2 separate regions of the Zea mays genome follow, and region 1 is linked to region 2. The links are chromatin contacts, called in public Hi-C maps. All regions are on one chromosome and are shown on one strand. Each heading gives the region's core, a stretch centred on a gene start, on an enhancer-like site or on the middle of the called end of the contact. The rest is flanking DNA. Distances are from core to core; before and after follow the strand shown.

Region 1 (4,690 bases), core at 896-3,395, 140 kb before region 2:
AACTCTGCCTAGGACGTGAAGAAAGTCGCCAGGTCGTCATATGAAGGATTTTGTCCCATATGGATCACGATATGTCGTCTTATTTCTCTAACCTCGAAGGGTGAGGCCAACCTACGCCTCTCATGCTGCGTGCGGGGCGAGGCTGAGGGCACCCAGGGCCTCCGAGACCACGTCGGGGCTCTCGGGCGAAGGAGGCCAGGTGGGCACTGCTTTAACCATATCACTCTCCTGGTTGATGATGAAATCGAGGTTCCTGAGTCGGATGGTTACACTGGGGTGTAGTCGTTGCGAGGGCCACCGTCGGCCGTCGCAGTCGTGCTGAGGTTCCTCGACGGAGGAGGTCGGGCTTCTAGGGCCCTGGCCGTTTTGCCTTCGCAGTTGAAGGAGAAGTCGAGGCTCCCAAAATGGATCGTTGTTTGGGGAAGATGATTGGCTTCACGGTTGGCCATCTGGAGCTTGAAAAGCTTCGTCGGGAACGAGCAAGTCCCCTACTTGGTGTGCCAGCTGTCGGTGTTTCGAACCTCGCACCGACAAGTAAATTTATTGTGTGTGTTCTTGACTCCGGAAGGTGGGCGCAAGATTTATACCCGTTCGGGCAAAACATCACTAAATCCAGTCATCGGCAGCTTGCGCTACCGACACCATTGATGATCAAAGCTCGTAGTATGAGTTACAAGCAGGCAAGATAGCGAGGAGAGGCTCTCAAGTGTATTATTCTTGGTGGAGGTGGTTACAAAGTGGAGTCCTAGCTAAGTCTTAGCTTGGCGGTGGGGCTCTGGCCTCTAGGTCCTCCTCCTGTTCGTTAGTCCTTATGGGTGTCGTCTCATCTGGGATCTTTGCGTGCGTCCTCTGTCCCAGAGAACTCTCTCATGTCCGACGGCCGACCTCCTCCCTTTATAGGCTAAGGAGGGGGTCAGCCAGCGGTGGCTTCCTTAGGAAGGAGCCACCTAGTAATGGACAAAACAAAGCGTCCTACCACAGGGTAAAGTCACGCGTGCTTGCGGTCACATGGTTGTCTCGTATTCTTTATTGTGGACGGTGCGGGCATCGTGGGACCCGAGCATCATCATTAGGGTTATGTCGACCCCTGGCCGTCATAGCCTGGGGCTCAGTGCGTTTCGTCATGTTGCGTCCAGCTAGCGCCCTGCGCACTCAGGCCTACTCCCGATAGGATATGAGTGTGCCGCTAGCAGGGGATGCACGAGCCATAAATGTGTTGCAGTCCAAGGGCTCGTAGGTCATGAGTGCTCTAGGCCTGAGGGGTTCATAGGTCATGAGTGGGAGGCAGACCAGAGCCTCCACTGTGGCTCGGCGCTAGACACAGTAAATGCGGCCGAACATTTATGATGGGTCAGTCTTGGGCCTAGAGTGGTTTGACTTTGGCTCGTTCGGCCCCGTGTCCGGTTCCACCACGCCCGACCCCAGGCTCGATGTCGCGGGGTTCGTCCGTGTGCTCGCTGACCGGTATGCCCAGATATCGTCCATATCCCAACATATAGGTTGTGTTTCAATTAAAATCATTTACATCTAACCAACTTTTTAGTCATATATTTACATTTATGCTTTCAATCAATTTATTATAAAAATAATTTACAATCAATCTAATAAAATTTGTGTGCTGATTGCATTCTTTTTTTTTGAATCACTATATAACACATCACATAAAATAATGTGATATCTTAAATTTATGGTTCCATCCTTCTTTCGGAGTATCGGAGAAAGTATGATACCTTATGTTGCATGCCTCACTATAACACATCACATAAAATGTCGAGGCGTCTTTTTTCACTCGCTTCACTGGAAGTAAAGTGGAGACATCAATGATATAGTGCGGTTATATAAAGTTCCGTCTCTGAACATTGATTTTTGTTTTCCGGGCGAAAGAAAGAAGGAACCTGCTGTCTGCGGCTGCGCTGCGCATCGGCTGTCGGTAATTCCCAAAGCAAAACAGTCATCCGGATTATGCGTAATCATTTGGGCCGTTCTGGGAGCAGAAAAGATCCGGTCCATTAATTGATTATGATATCTTTTGGCCAGGCGCTAGCGGTTGCTTTTCCGCAGACAGGTTGAGAAGACTAGGCGAGGTCGATGACACAACTGAAGTGGGTACCGGTGGGCCAGACCGAAGTGGCCCCCCGTCCCTCGCAGCATGGCAGGGGGCACCGCGCAGGACGGCAGGAGGAGCAGCAGCAAGCGAGCTGCTGGTGCTGGGTGGCATCGGCACTGCGCCCAGTGCGTGCGCGCGCTCACGCTTGTGATGGATGCAGATGCAGATGCAGCTGTGCGCGCATCATGCATGCAAGCAGCTGCAGGCGAGCGGCATTCGCACAGCCACAGTTGTGCATGCCAACAAAAAAAATTGGACGAGTGGCCAGGCCAGGCGGCCAGGCCAGATGACCTGCTGATGAGCCCGGGGGCTGCATGCGATGCGTATCGTTTTTTGCACTGTGGCCTGCCGGCGGCTGCTCCGTCCGAAGTGGCCGGCAAACAGTAGCTATATCGGGCAAAGTCTTGCCGCGCCATTTCTGGCGGCGCTATCGTTTTCGGGTTGGACGACGACGCGGACCCGCCGTGTGTCCAAAGTGACAATGGAGTGAGTGAGTGAGTCGCCGCCAGAGAGCTCGATCGCGCGCTCGACCTCGTCTCGGCCGCTCCGATCCGAGATCCACCGCCTGCGCACGGTGACATGCATGCCACGCCATGGAGAGCTGGACACTTGGGAAGGGGCAGGCAGGTGCTGAGCTAGGTGATCAGAGCGTGTGTTTTACCGCTCTGTTAAGCGCGCTGTAGCTAAAGCTAGTACGTTGAGAAAGCTGCAACCACGCCACGACATGGGCGGAGAGGAAGCTATCTACTGGGCTGTCGGCTCGGCTGTGTGGACTGTCAAGTTTTATTTGCTCGATCCGCACCGGTAGTTTTTGTAGTCTTGCGTTCAGCACATTGGCGCTATGTGCTGAGCTAGGTGAACAAAGCATATGCACATGTACTGTAGGTTAGCGAGTGAACAACTAGGCAGGGTTGTTAGATAGTTCACATTGATGCAACCACGCCTTTGGATTATATTTACTCTGTCTCTTTTTCTAATTCTTAGTATGATCGTAGCATGCAGAGGTGCCATTTTCCTTTAATTTTTTGTATACGATACGGAGTATATAAGGCAGCACATCGTGTAGATTGAGGCGTCATTTGTTTTGTGGCTTTGAACTGCATGGAAATTCGAATGGAATGTAGCTAGCTAGCTTTGCGTCACTGGATGGGCAGGAGCCCTGGAAGTCTGGAACATAGCCTACTAGCATCAATAGTGGCCGGAACTGTAGCGGCTAGCTAGGCGTGGACGCGCACGGCGGCGGCAGCCATGCAGCCATGCAGGGAGGGGGTGAGATGGCAATGGCATGCAGAGATGGGGGTGCATGCGGCATGGCGGTCGCGTGAGCGGCACGCGGCTACGGTGGCTTGGGCGCCGCCAGAGGCGTTTGTCGGAGGCTGCCTGTGTGTGTCTCGGCAACCTCGTATATGTTCGGTCCCCGGCCGCCGGGCGACATGCATGCAAATACAACACATGGTACGCCCTATACTACGTACTAGCGGCAGGGCAGGGTGGCAGCGCATCGGTGTCTGTCTCCGACCCGACCGCCCTATTGCATTGCATGCTCCTATATTGAGGGGGGTCGGGCCCCGGCCCGGTCCGGACGGGCTCTCCCATGCCATGCGTGTCTCCTGCGACAACGCCGCACTTCGTAAAACCCGGGGCCGGCCTGAAGAACTACGTATAGGATAGGAGGACACCCTAGCTAGCAGCACATACTGTCGACGGCATTGCCAAGCACTACTCATCATCAATTACTGTACTGTAATTGAGGTGGATCGATGATCTCTTCTGAATCATCATACACATAAAAATGATGGATAGATAACATTAACTGTTCGTTGTGAATTCATGTCGTGCGAGTGACCATAGTACTAGCCATTCAACAGATCCCAGCATCAGCAAACAGTTTGATCTGCGTCGCCAACTTGCGCCGATCGATTGCGATGCCGTGCTTCGTTGCATGCATTAGATTCTGCGGCAGGCAGGTAGGTATAGATATGGGTCTATGGCCTGCGCTGGGGCCTGGGGGTGCGCGCGGTACGGTGGTGTGCTGATTTGCTGGCGCTCCCTGGCGGTGGCGTGGTGACGTTCACAGGCGCCAGCGGCCGGGCGGGCAGCGTCGGGCTTCCATCGGCTGGGAAAACCTGAGGCGCGAGTCCCTGTCCCACGGACCTTCTTGGATTACGCCTGGATTGACGCCCATCCACCATAACGCCGGCCGGCAGCATGCAGCGGAGCGAGGGCCGAGCGAGAGGGGGGGCTACAGCCTCTCCGCGCGCGGCCTATCTCTGAGCCCTGTACATTTTGTCGCAGGCGTTGAGATCCCTCTGCGCCTGTTGTAGCAGAGCAGCCAGCAGGAGCACCCCCTGGCCGGTCTTCAGCCCCCTCATCAGTCATCACTCACTCTCTCTCTGGCAGGGCAGTGAGTAGGACAAGACAAACTAGCGGTCGCACCCGTATGCCACTATGCATGTGTCATGTGTTGCTTGCTTCGTCTTGTGCTGTGCTTTGTTTGTGCTTGCATTGCACCCTCCGAGCAACTGCAACTCCATCTCCATCGCCGATCCGTTTCTGACGCCACGCCGGGCAACACAACGCCGA
Region 2 (5,100 bases), core at 329-2,828:
TCTCAGGCACAACAGCAGTAGTCTTCTTAGTCATCTCCATTTCATGTCCTTTGGATGCACTTGGTAGGGGAAATGGTGAAGCAACATTAGATGATTCACCTTCCATGTCAGTGAACTCAGCTGCCTAATAGATAAAGGGGGAAACGATTTAGTGATATATCCTCAATCAACATATCTTATAACACTTGTAGTGGTCAAAATATAGCAATCCGATAAAATACTTTTATCCTTATGCCTAAATATCACCATTTTAGTCAACTATGGGAAGCCATCCCCCAATTGTATAAACTCCTCCCATGATACATCCCCTTATTGCAATATCTTAAAATAGCATTGAGTGATCAAAACATAGAAATATTATTATCACGATGTTTTTATCTTCGAACATATGGCTTTGTCCACTTTGAAAAATTATATCCACCCATTGCATAATCCGGGTAATGTGACCAAACTTCAAAACAAGACTGTCCAGTACAGTGCCCTGCACACATACTAAGAAATTTCATACCATAATTCCTACTCCCTTACCAAATTTTAAGTCTGTCTTAACTTTATCCCAAATCAGACTTCTCTACCTTTGACCAAGTTTATCGAAAAATGCAGAAACACCTACAACATCTAACAAGTTTAATTAGATACACCATGAAATTTATCTTGATAGTGCATTTATTTAATATTATTTGGTCAGAGTTAGAAACGTTAGACTTTGATCAAAACTAAATCTAAGTTGAAACGGAGAGAGTACTCCCTCTGTGCCAGAACGCAAATCTGAGAAATCTCCTTTAAGAAGCCAAAGAATTTTAGGTTTGACCAGGTTTATAAAAAAATGCTAACATTTCTAGTACCAAATAAGTACTGTATCAATAAAGTAATTATAGAATATATTTTTGTATAGCAAACCTTTTTTGAGATTAAAATGTCGATACCATTCTCTATATACTTAAGAAATTGGCTGGGTTTAAAACAAGAATTACATTCCTTTTGGGACTAAGGGAGCATTCCTAAGACTGAAAAGAAATACCAGACCATTAATAACGAAGTAGTAGAAAACATTACCTGGTCAGACGAAGATGCGAGGACACGGGTCTGGAGGTCGCGGACGAAGCGCGCAAAGGCGGGATCCTTGGTGTTTGGAAGCAGCACCTCTGTGGCTGTGATCAGGGCTTTGACGCGCTCCAGGTTGACGACGATGGCGCGCTCGCGGCCCAGGATCGTGGACGGGTACGAGAGTAACGGGTCGAGTACCCTGAGATCGCGCGCGGGAAGCCCTGTACGCGCCATCACCGCGTGCTTCCCGGCTTCCTCCACCCGAGCCGGACCCGACGCCGGCACCACCATCCACTCCCGGCTTGCGGCAGCAGCGGCGGCCCCCGCCTTCCGCCTCCCCACGCCACCGCCGCCCGTCCCCACCGCGTGCGGCCTCATCGTTTACCCCTTGGAATTAGGGATCCGGTCGGGATCCCGGCGGCGGTGGGGAATCCGGAACGTGCGGCGGTGCGCTCGTGACGGGTTAGGTGCTGCCGGCTGGGAGGAGATGCTGGGGTTTGAGTGAAAATAACAAACCCGGAGGTCTTTTCCGAAAATTCACTGAATCAAATCAAGTACTTTAGTAACCACTGTCATGTTAATTAAAAAAATTAAATATAATTTAATTATAAAACTAATCTATATCTATACTACTATATAAGGATGTACTCTATAAGGATGTAAGGAGGGTGTCCATAGGCTACGCCATGCCTCTACCTCCGCAGATCACGCCTACCCTACCCCGCCCGCGACAGCCTGCAAGCGCGTCGTCCTCCTCGCACACGATTTGCTCCCCCCGCCCCAGCGCAAATCTCACCTACCCTCTAGCCGACCTTTTCCTCCTCCTTCGTTGACTGGTCACCGACGCCGTTGAAAGTCGCCTAGAGGGGGTGAATAGATAAATCTGAAATTTACAAACTTAAGCACACACTACAAGCCGGGGTTAGCGTTAGAATTAACTTCGAGTCCGAAAGAGAGGGAAAACAAATCAACAAAGAAATAAAGCGGATGAACACGGTGATTTGTTTTACCGAGGTTCGGTTCTTGCAAACCTACTTCCTGTTGAGGTGGTCACAAAGACCGGGTCTCTTTCAACCCTTTTCCCTCTCTCAAACGGTCACTTAGACCGAGTGAGTCTTTCTCTTCAATCAAATGGGACACTTAGTCCACTACAAGGACCACCACAACTTGGTGTCTCTTGTTTTGATTACAAGTGAGTTGAACACAAGAATAGAGGAAGAAAAAAGCGATCCAAGCGCAAGAGCTCAAAAGAACACAAAAGTCTCTTTCTAGTCACTAATTTGTTTGGAGTGATTCCGGACTTAAAAGAGGATTTGATCTCTTTGTTTGTGTCTTGGAATGAAGTCTAGAGCTCTTGTATGAGGTTTGATGGCTGAAAACTTGGATGCCTTGAAGTGTGGTGGTTGGGGGGTATTTATAGCCCCAACCACCAAAATGACCGTTGGTGAAGGCTTCTGTCGTATGGCGCACCGGACAGTTTGGTGCGCCACCGGACACTGTCAGGTGCGCCAGCCACGTTACCAGGCCGTTGGGTTCCGACCGTTGGAGCTTCTGACAACGGTGCCACCGGACAGTCCGGTGGTGCACCGGACAGTCACTATTCACTGTCCGGTGCGCCTTCTGCGCCTGCTCTGACGTCTGCGCGCACAGGCGCGCACTGTAGCGTTTCACTGTTCCTCTGCAAACGACCGTTGGCGCTGTATAGCCGTTACTCCGCTGGCACACCGGACAGTCCGGTGCTACACCGGACAGTCCGGTGAATTATAGCGGAGCGGCCTCCCCGAATTCCCGAAGGTGGCAAGTTTGGAGTGGAACTCCCTGGTGCACCGGACACTGTCCGGTGTGCCAGACCAGGGCTGCCTTTGGGTTGTCTTTTGCTCTTTTTAGTTGAACCCTTTCTTGGACTTTTTATTGGTTTGTGTTGAACCTTTGTGTCGACGTTTCGACCCCAGGGGGTCCCTGGACCGACGAGTAAATTGTCGTTGCATGTCCCAGCTCAGATGGGTCGGCGCGAGATGGAACACAAGGGGGGGAAAGGGAACCGCGGCTCGTGTTATCCTGCGCCCAGGGTGGATGCGCTTGCAGTAGGGGGTTACAAGCGTCCGCGAGGGAGAGAGAGAGTCTGTTCGTCAGCCCGTCCTCCCACGCGGCCACCTTCTCGTACGAGGGCCCTGGACCTTCCTTTTATAGATGTAAGGAGAGGGTCCAGGTGTACAATGGGGGATGTAGCAATGTGCTAACGTGTCCGGCGGAGAGGAGCCAGAGCCCTATGTACATGCTGACGTGGCTGTCGGAGAGGTGTTAGTGCCCTGTTCATGTGATGTCGTGGCCGTCGGAGGAGCGCTTGAGCCCTGTAGAAGCACAGCAGTCGAGGCTGTCGGGTCCTTGCTGACGTCTCCTTGCTTCTGTAGGGGGTTGAGAACCGCCGTCGTCATGGGAGCACGCGGGGTGCCATCATTACTTGTTTACCGGGGCAAGCCAGATGGGACGCCGGTCTTGTTCCACGTAGCCTGAGCTAGCTAGGGGTAGGGTAATGATGTGCCCCCCTGTAACATGGTCGGTCCGAGCCCAAGGTCGGGCGAGGTGGTGACTCCTCTGAGGTCGAGGCTGAGTCCGAACCCTGGGGTCGGGCGAGGCGGAGACCGTCTTTCGAGGTCGAGGTTGAGTCCGAGCCCTGGGGTCGGGCGAGGCGGAGACCGTCTTCCGAGGTCGAGGCTGAGTCCGAGCCCTGGGGTCAGGCGAGGCGGAGACCGTCTTCCGAGGTCGAGGCGGGGGCCGTGCCCCGGGGTCGGGCGAGACGGAGCTTCCTATGGCGCCTGAGGCTGGACTCGGCTGCTGTCAGCCTCACCCTGGCGGGTGGCACAGCAGTCGGAGCAGGGCAGGCAGCGCTGTTTTCCTGTCAGGTCAGTTAGTGGAGGGGCGAAGTGACTGCGGTCGCTTCGGCCCTACCGACTAAGGAACACGCGTCAGGATAAGGTGTCAGGCGATCCTTGCATTGAATGCTCCTGCGATACGGTCGGTTGGTGAGACGATCTAGCCAAGGTTGCTTCACTGCGAAGCCTGCACGAGCCGGGCCTCGGGCGAGTCGAAGGTGCGCCCATTGCTTGAGGAGGCCCTTGGGCGAGGCGTGAATCCGCCTGGGTCTACTGTTCCTGCCCGAGGCTGGGCTCGGGCGAGGCGAGATCGTGTCCCTTGAGTGGACGGAGTTTTGACCTGTATTGCGCCCATCAGGCCTTTGCAGCTTGTGCTGATGGTGGTTACCAGCCGAGTTTTAGGAGTCTTGGGGGTACCCCTAATTATGGTCCCCGACAGTAGCCCCCGAGCCTCAAAGGGAGTGTTGGTACTCGCTTGGAGGCTTTGTCGCACTTTTTTGTAAGGGGACCGTCCTTTCTCGGTTACATTTTGCTCTGGTGGGTGCGCGCGAGCGCACCCGCCGAGTGTAGCCCCCGAGGCCTCGGAGGAGTGGTTTGACTCATCCAAGGTCTTAGTGCCTTTCGTGACGCCTCGGCCGATCTGGTTGTTCCCTCATGCGATCTGGTCGTAGCCCGGGTGCATGGTCAGGTTCCGAGTTCTCGGGCTGGAATGTTGACGCTGTCAACGGTTTGGCCGGAGCCGGGTTCGCGAGAGCAGCCACCGAGCCTCTGTATAGAGCGAGAGGACGGTCAAGGACTGACTCGGCTTTTATCATACGCCCCTTCGTCGCCTTTCCGCAAGGAGGAGGGGGGAAAGCGCCATGTTGCCCTCGGAGGGCGCCAAACATGGTGTCTCCAGTGAGTTGCTAACGGGTGATCCGAGTGGACGCCCATGCCCCGTTCGATAAGGGTCGGCTAGTGGCCCAAAGGCGCGCTCCAAAAGTACCTGCAGGTGATTTGCCGGACCTGGTCCCATTTGATAGGGTCCGAGGGCTCGATGCCTCCCTCTGATGGGATTCCATTACAGAATCGCTCCTGCTGGTCTCGAAAATGTTCTAGGGTACCTCGGGAGCGTAGCCCGAGCCTCGGCCATGTATCGGACGTACCCAGAGTCATCCCTCGCTCTACGTGTTCTGAGGCG

Evidence for each region. A called contact is a pair of places that touch in the nucleus more often than the background predicts.
Region 1: a contact with region 2 is called in a Hi-C map of tassel, with 1.9 times the contacts expected there. The contact joins the enhancer-like site here to the promoter of LOC103650867 in region 2. A contact is called at or near these places in 3 of 25 Hi-C or Micro-C datasets (endosperm, leaf and tassel).

Annotation. Positions count from the first base shown.
Region 1 is chr3:169,706,501-169,711,190 of Zm-B73-REFERENCE-NAM-5.0, reverse strand. No RefSeq gene overlaps it. Among protein-coding and RNA genes, the nearest start is that of LOC100191305, 45 kb to the right of the region's middle. Within about 2 kb of position 2,145, at least 11 of the 20 cell types and tissues checked have an H3K27ac peak or open chromatin away from gene starts, as enhancers often do. A contact at or near this core is called in endosperm and tassel, where this site is marked.
Region 2 is chr3:169,567,141-169,572,240 of Zm-B73-REFERENCE-NAM-5.0, reverse strand. LOC103650867 (magnesium transporter MRS2-F) reads right to left here and starts at 1,578. Exons shown (of 6, transcript XM_008676457.4): 1 at 1,057-1,578; 2 at 1-124. The coding sequence starts at 1,425.